Regions from separate parts of the Mus musculus genome. Here region 2 is linked to region 1. Evidence: chromatin contacts called from public promoter capture Hi-C data. All regions are on one chromosome and are shown on one strand. The core of a region is the stretch at or near the end of the contact, and the rest is flanking DNA. Distances in the headings are between cores, read along the strand shown. Region 1 overlaps Sgms1 (sphingomyelin synthase 1). Region 2 overlaps Lipa (lysosomal acid lipase A).

Region 1 (3,172 bases), core at 512-3,011:
AAGGACAGGGTAAGCGAGCATAGAGGAGGTAAGGAGATTGAAAGAACAAGGGCTATACAGCCCTGGTTGAGACACTAATGTTCAGTTCCTGGTTTTAGTCATTGTACCCTGGTTCTCTTAAGTTGACACAAAGCTAACGAAGGGTATACCTCAGTTTTCTGCAACTTTAAGAACATTATTTTCAGAATGACAGGGCAATGGAAAGCCCTCAGCAGGATAATACTGCTTACTGTTGTTTTTGATTCGGTAACAAAAGTCTCAGCTTTGAGACAGCCTAACTCTGAGGTCTTTCAAAATTGTAGTCACCTGGGAAGAAAGAATGTTTAGCCAAGTATTGAAGAGGTGAGTCCCAGTCTACCCCTACTACTGTAAAAATGCCATACCGCGCAGGAGTGTCTGCCCATCCTCAAGGTAGAAAAGTTGAAGGCTAGCTAAGTGACCAGTGCAGCAGCATCTTCAGAGGCTATTAGCACCAGGCCCTTTTGGGATAGAAGGGGACAGGGCCCTCCTGGGTCTCATTTTTTTTTTTTTTTTGTATGGACACTGGTCTCATCTGTGAGGGTTCTATCATGGTGACACAATCACCTCCACAAGCCCCACCCCATTGCACGGTTACCTCAGGATATAAATGGAAAGGGATTCCAGTAGGCATGTAGCGCCATGTTGAACTCTAATGTTTTAAGGCCATCTATGTGTAAATATAAACATGTTAAAAGCAGTTCCCCTGAGCCAAACCCCATGGCCGTTAGGTAGTTTTTATTTTATGTTGGAAACAAAATATCTTTGTGCCTACTGAAAACAAAGGAAAGCATAAATATGACAACATGTGCTTTGTAAGGACTCGGTATCTTGTGGACATAATAGAGCCATATCTAGAGAACACTATGCTCAGGAAGTTGAGACAGGCTTGTGACGCACTGCTCTTTGGAGTTCAAACCAAGCAGGTAATCGTGTACCCAGAAAAGGAAAGCTTTGTCTTTAGGGGATGTTGCGATTTCCTCAGATCCTGTTTACCTTCCAGCCTGAGATTTCCCCTCTGGTTGGATTACACTGTTTAACTCAAAGCACAAGCGAGGAAGCCATCTCTGCTCTCTTAACAGATTGCTGCCCCGAGGAAGGGCGTGTGTGTTTAAGATGTTAGGCCATAAAGAAGACTGGAAGTTTAAAAGAAAATTCCATAGAAATTGTGAAACTATGACAAGTGGAATTATTTTTAGACTTTGTGAAAGGAGAAGTAGGAGAAAGAGAAATTTTGCCTTTGCCTCTCTAAGCAATAGAGTGATAATCCTGGCAACTCTGTGGGTTGGACATGGAGTAAGAGACTTACGTCACTCATTCCTGGGCCGCCTTCTCTTCAGCAGTGCAGCGTGATGACCTAAAGTCTTTGATAATTCCACATTACAAAACACATTTAATAATTTCAGTGTCTACTGGAGAAAATGTTTTTATTACAAATCTTTGAGTCTTTGTTATGCGAGGTTGTTGTGATTTCCGTGGTTAATAAGTGTGTTTCTGGATCTTGACCTTAAGCAGGCCATGATGGCACACACTTTTAATCCTACACCTGAGAGGCTGAGTCAGGCTTGGAGCCTCACTTTGAAACCCAGCCTGAACTTCATAGTGAGTCCCTGGCTTAAAACAACACGGAAAAGAACAAAAAGAAAAGGGGAGGAAGGGAGGTTGACCTTTGCCTCTGATTTGTGGGCATTCCGAGTTTTGTAGCGACACAAAGCGCTGTGTGCCAGGATATTGTGCAATAGCAGACAGTGGCACTTCATTTACTAGCATGTGACTCTCGGGAGCATTCGATAGAACTCAGTGCCCTGGGAAGCCCTGAGTGACAAGCTTATGCACTTTAGTTTTGTAAGACCAGACTATTTCAGGGGTTGTTGTTGAGAAGTGTAGCTCAGATCTGTCTGCTAAATTTAGCTTGTCACTTCACTGGGTCTTGCCTCTCACTTTCTGCCTATCACGCTGGATGAGCGCATACGTGCAGAGAGCTTTCTGGAGTGGAGTAGGTAGATAACGTGTTCGAGTGTAGTTTTATTTGGGGAAGGCACCACCTTTAGGACATCCATTTTTTTATAGCCTTTATTGATTATGAAAGTAATATGCTTATTACAAAATTTGAACTGTGAAATTATGCAGAATAAAGTCAGAAGAGATATTAGGACATAGACTCAAATCCTTGCTTTCTGTACATATGTATCTAAGATATATTACCCCCAAAGCAGGGCCGTGCTGGGCATGATGGCACATGCCTTTAATCCTAGCACTCATGAGACAAAGGTAGAAGGTTCTCTGTGAGTTTGAGACCAGGCCAGTGTTACATGGTGAGACCCTATCTTGTAAAGCCAAGCCAGCCAACAAACGAGCGAAGCATAACTGTAGTGTGTAGGACACTTGCTGAATCTAAGCTTCATTAAAACTTACAATATGGAACACCACAGGCACTTTCCATGTCCCTAATCATTTCCCAAGAAAGCAACTCGTACACAAGAGTACTAATTCTGTTCCAATTCCAGAACTAGACTATTTTCCAAGACTGGCTGGAGCCAACCGAAACCCACGGGTCAGAAGTCATATATAATCCCAGTTCTTAATTCACAAGATTCTTCCATGTTAAAGTTACCAGGAGAAAATATATGTGATTGTACATAGACAGTCTGTCTGATTTTTGTCTTGTTGTTTCAACTTCAGTTGAGTCAGGAAAGGTTTTGGAAAAGGAAAAGAAAACAAATTACCTTCCTGAACTTGAGTTTTCTGACCGCGGTGCAGAGGAGCTGAGGTCGTGAAGGGACTAGGGGGAAGTTGGACGTAGGAAACTGGGGAGGTGAAGGAACAGGGTGCCCAAAGCACTGGGTCCTTCTGACCATGCAACAAGGAATGCTAAAACTACCCAGCTGACTGGGAGTTTCATTATCTCCCGAACCACCTGTCTCCCTTCTTCAGTGCCCTCTGGCCCCAGAAAGGGGAAATGGTAGGAACGGCCAAGGGTGGAGCGGGCAAGCTCTCCTCGGTAAGGTAAACTATTCACAGAGCCTGCCCTGGTCAGCCGTGGCTGGATTCTTTTCTCTCTCTCTCCTTGGCTCATTTGCTGGTTATAGTTCATTTTACAAAGAAAACACTTTTCTTTTAGTGGTGAAGTTAAACTTTACCTCAGCCCTCCAAC
Region 2 (3,157 bases), core at 457-2,956, 2.3 Mb before region 1:
GTGGAGACTAAACTTGCAATTTCCCATTTAAGATACAGTGTGTGTGTGTGTGTGTGTTAGATGCTCTTCTCTGTCATTCTCCATCCTATTCCTTTGAAACAGGGTCTCTCACTGAGTTTGGAACCTGTCTGGTAGCCAGCAAGTCCCAGGCATCCCACTGTCTCCATCTCATACCATGTTAGATTTCTTTTTAGGGTTTTTGTTTGTTTGTTTTTAAATGTGGGTGGTGGGGCATTTGAACTCAAATCCTTAGACTTTCACAGAAATTACTCTTTTCCCACTGAGCCATCTTCCCACTTTTAAGCAATCACTCTCATCACATGCTGAACTACCACAGTATTCACTAAGTGCTTAAGGGAAATGAAACGCAGAAATTAATCATTTATAGAGAAGTGGTTTTATTTTTATCTGCTCAGCCTTAAGGATGAGTGTTAATATTACAAGGCTCTCACTCCCTGCTTGGACCAAGAATTTGAAAAGCTTGCACCTTTAGAACATATTTCTTTGAGATCAATTCAGTCATTTCCTGCTGGAGACGGCCAAGGCAAAGGGCAGCTACTTGGGCGTTTTAACTGCAGAGGTAGTATTCCTTGAATTTAGAACGTGTCCTTATATAAGTACTGAGCAAGCTGATCCTATTATAACCATAATATAGACTTTATTTAGCTAAAACAAGGAAATACTACTTGTGCCAGCATTAAAAGGAAAACACAAGGCCAATTGACTTACTAATTGTTTAATTGGGAAATCAACCGATTACTGTCACCTAACTGGGGAATCAGATATCTCATTTGTACCTGAACAATTCTGCATCTGCTTACCTGGGGGGTGAGATTGAATTCTGGGCTGTGAAGACTAGAAACAACTACATGCAACATGAGGAAGCAGACTTCTCAGGCGTGGCCTAGGCACAGACTCTCCAAGGGTTGCCAACTGAGCCATTTGAGTCATAGGTGAAAGTTCTCATCGTGACTTGTGAGTTGTCTTGCAAAGAAAGGGCTCCAGGCCATTGTTTTGATTTCATTGGGTCTTTCTGTAGAGAAACCTTCCTTTTGAAAGAAACCACTTGTGAGTTTCTAGCTTTATTTATTCATTTAATAAATGCAGCTTTAGTAAGGGTACATAATCTGGCCCATAATTCCCTGCACTGAGCACATGTAGACAGGGTGTAGTGCATACCCAGGCTTCTAGGCTTCTGATGGTACATTGGATAGGGGATCTGTTTCAGTCTTTTAAACTCAACAACATAAGTCAAGCCAGCTGTACAGTCTCTTTGTCCAACTTTGGTTGAGGTTGGAGCAAAGGAGAAGTGTAACATCGTAGCATACACTGCTCTGCCTGCCTCTTCCCTTTCTCCACACCCCTTCCTTCTTGGCTAGCTGCTGCTAAGTGTCTTGTGTCTGGGAGAATATCTAATGTCTCCCTTGACATGCACAAGGATGTGTACACACACACACACACACACACACACACACACACAATGTATTTTAAACGGAAAATTGCAAGCAGAGTCTCCAATAGGCACAAGTACAAATGTCTGCAGCTCTGGATTGGGTTGAAAAGTGCAGCCAGGACAGAATATTAAGGAATGTGTGCATCTCCATCCATTAGATCCATAAAGACTGTTGCACCCAGAACCAGGCACCTACGGGCATATCTTCTGAACTCTCTGTGTGTTTGGTTCACAGTGGTTAAGTCAACAGTAACTCAGATGGCTGATAACAAGTGTAATTAATTACTGCCTTCCCCACAGGGCCAAGTGGAGCTGGAGCCCTGTGGAGGCCGACGTCCTTCTGGCTTCATTTGCTTTAATGTTGGTTATGCTGCTGATTAATTTGCTTTGAAAATGCTGCACCCCAAGGACTTGGCCTGTCCCCAAGTCCTTCATAGCCCTCTTAGGAGCAAAGCATTGAGATTCCAAAATATTCTTTGTTCTGTTCTAAGTCACATTTGGGGTAAAGGCTTCCCTATCTTCCAGGATCAGAGACAGCCAGGGACAAAATCTGTAGCCTTACTAGTGTTACTGTACTAAAAGCGCTAGCCTCAGGCTCGAGTGTGATGGTCTCGGTTTCCTCATCTTTTATGTGAGAAGAATGGTATCTACCCCATTCCTGCTGTAAGGCCCTTGAGGCATCTTTCCCTATGTGCACCCCTGCCAAATTCAACTTGCAGTGAATGAGGTGGGCCATGTTGTTGCCTTCGCATGGCTTAACCGATCCTAGTGACGGTCACCAGGGTTGTGGAGAGCAGCACTATGCTAGCGATGGGATGTGGGGCCATGCATGTGCTCGCTCCTGCAGTGCAGGTCACTCCCTTTCCTACAGGTAGACTTTGAAGTGGAAATGTCATGGCCTGGACTCTGATAAAGGCCACATGACTTTCTAATTGCTTTCTGCGGACAAGCCAAGTGTCCCCCCAAGCGTGAATCATCAGATGAATCATTTGGACTCTGGTCAGCCTGTTGGCCAGATGAGGATAACAAGGTTCTGGCGGTTAAGTAGTTTTCCCATGATAAACGGCTGAAGTGGCATAAAGATTCCTATACCTCGTGTTTAAGTTTCCATCCATCCAGCCCTTTATGTTAGCCACTGGGTTTGCAGTGTTGTCCCTGATAAAGTCAGAAAGCTATCTGGTAACTTACATATTAGATTCGTTGTTTAGTCTCCTGGGATCTATACTTTGGACCTAAGCCCCTTCACCTTGTTTCTTCCTCCAGATAGGCCGCACCTCATGTCCTCCTTTGGCATGTGCCTTTTTACCCTTCTACCTACTGACATGTGATAATAAAGATAGCTAGTTCTCAAGGGATCCAGGCTCCCTAGCCTCGGACTTCTGAACCATGACTTGGGAAGTTTTAAATCTCTGTTTTGTTCTTATTATTTTTTTAAATTAATTAGGCATTTTTAGTTATTCTGTCAATACAACAGAGAGGCACTAAAATCAATAGTATTTGAAATCAATAGTATTTGAACTGATTTTTAAGGCCAAGTCTTCAAAACTAGAATTAGACTATAAAAATTCACTCAGGAGCCATCATTTTGGATAACTGAAACCCAATGGCAGACTTTGCTACCAACTCCAATTCACTCTTACTAATTCTTGAGGAGACCCTTAGGGTCCCCCTTGAATGCTTGTTGGGAGAATATGTCTGTTTTGT

The links. Promoter capture Hi-C pulls out the DNA fragments that hold promoters and counts their contacts.
Region 2: a contact with region 1 is called in a promoter capture Hi-C map of liver, with 4 times the contacts expected there. A contact is called at or near these places in 3 of 39 promoter capture datasets (hippocampal neurons, liver and pre-B cells).

What each region holds. Positions count from the first base shown.
Region 1 is chr19:32,180,065-32,183,236 of GRCm38.p6, reverse strand. All of the region lies in intron 5 of Sgms1 (sphingomyelin synthase 1), which reads left to right. Among named protein-coding and RNA genes, the nearest start is that of Asah2, 79 kb to the right of the region's middle.
Region 2 is chr19:34,517,615-34,520,771 of GRCm38.p6, reverse strand. All of the region lies in intron 3 of Lipa (lysosomal acid lipase A), which reads left to right. Among named protein-coding and RNA genes, the nearest start is that of Lipa, 8.3 kb to the left of the region's middle.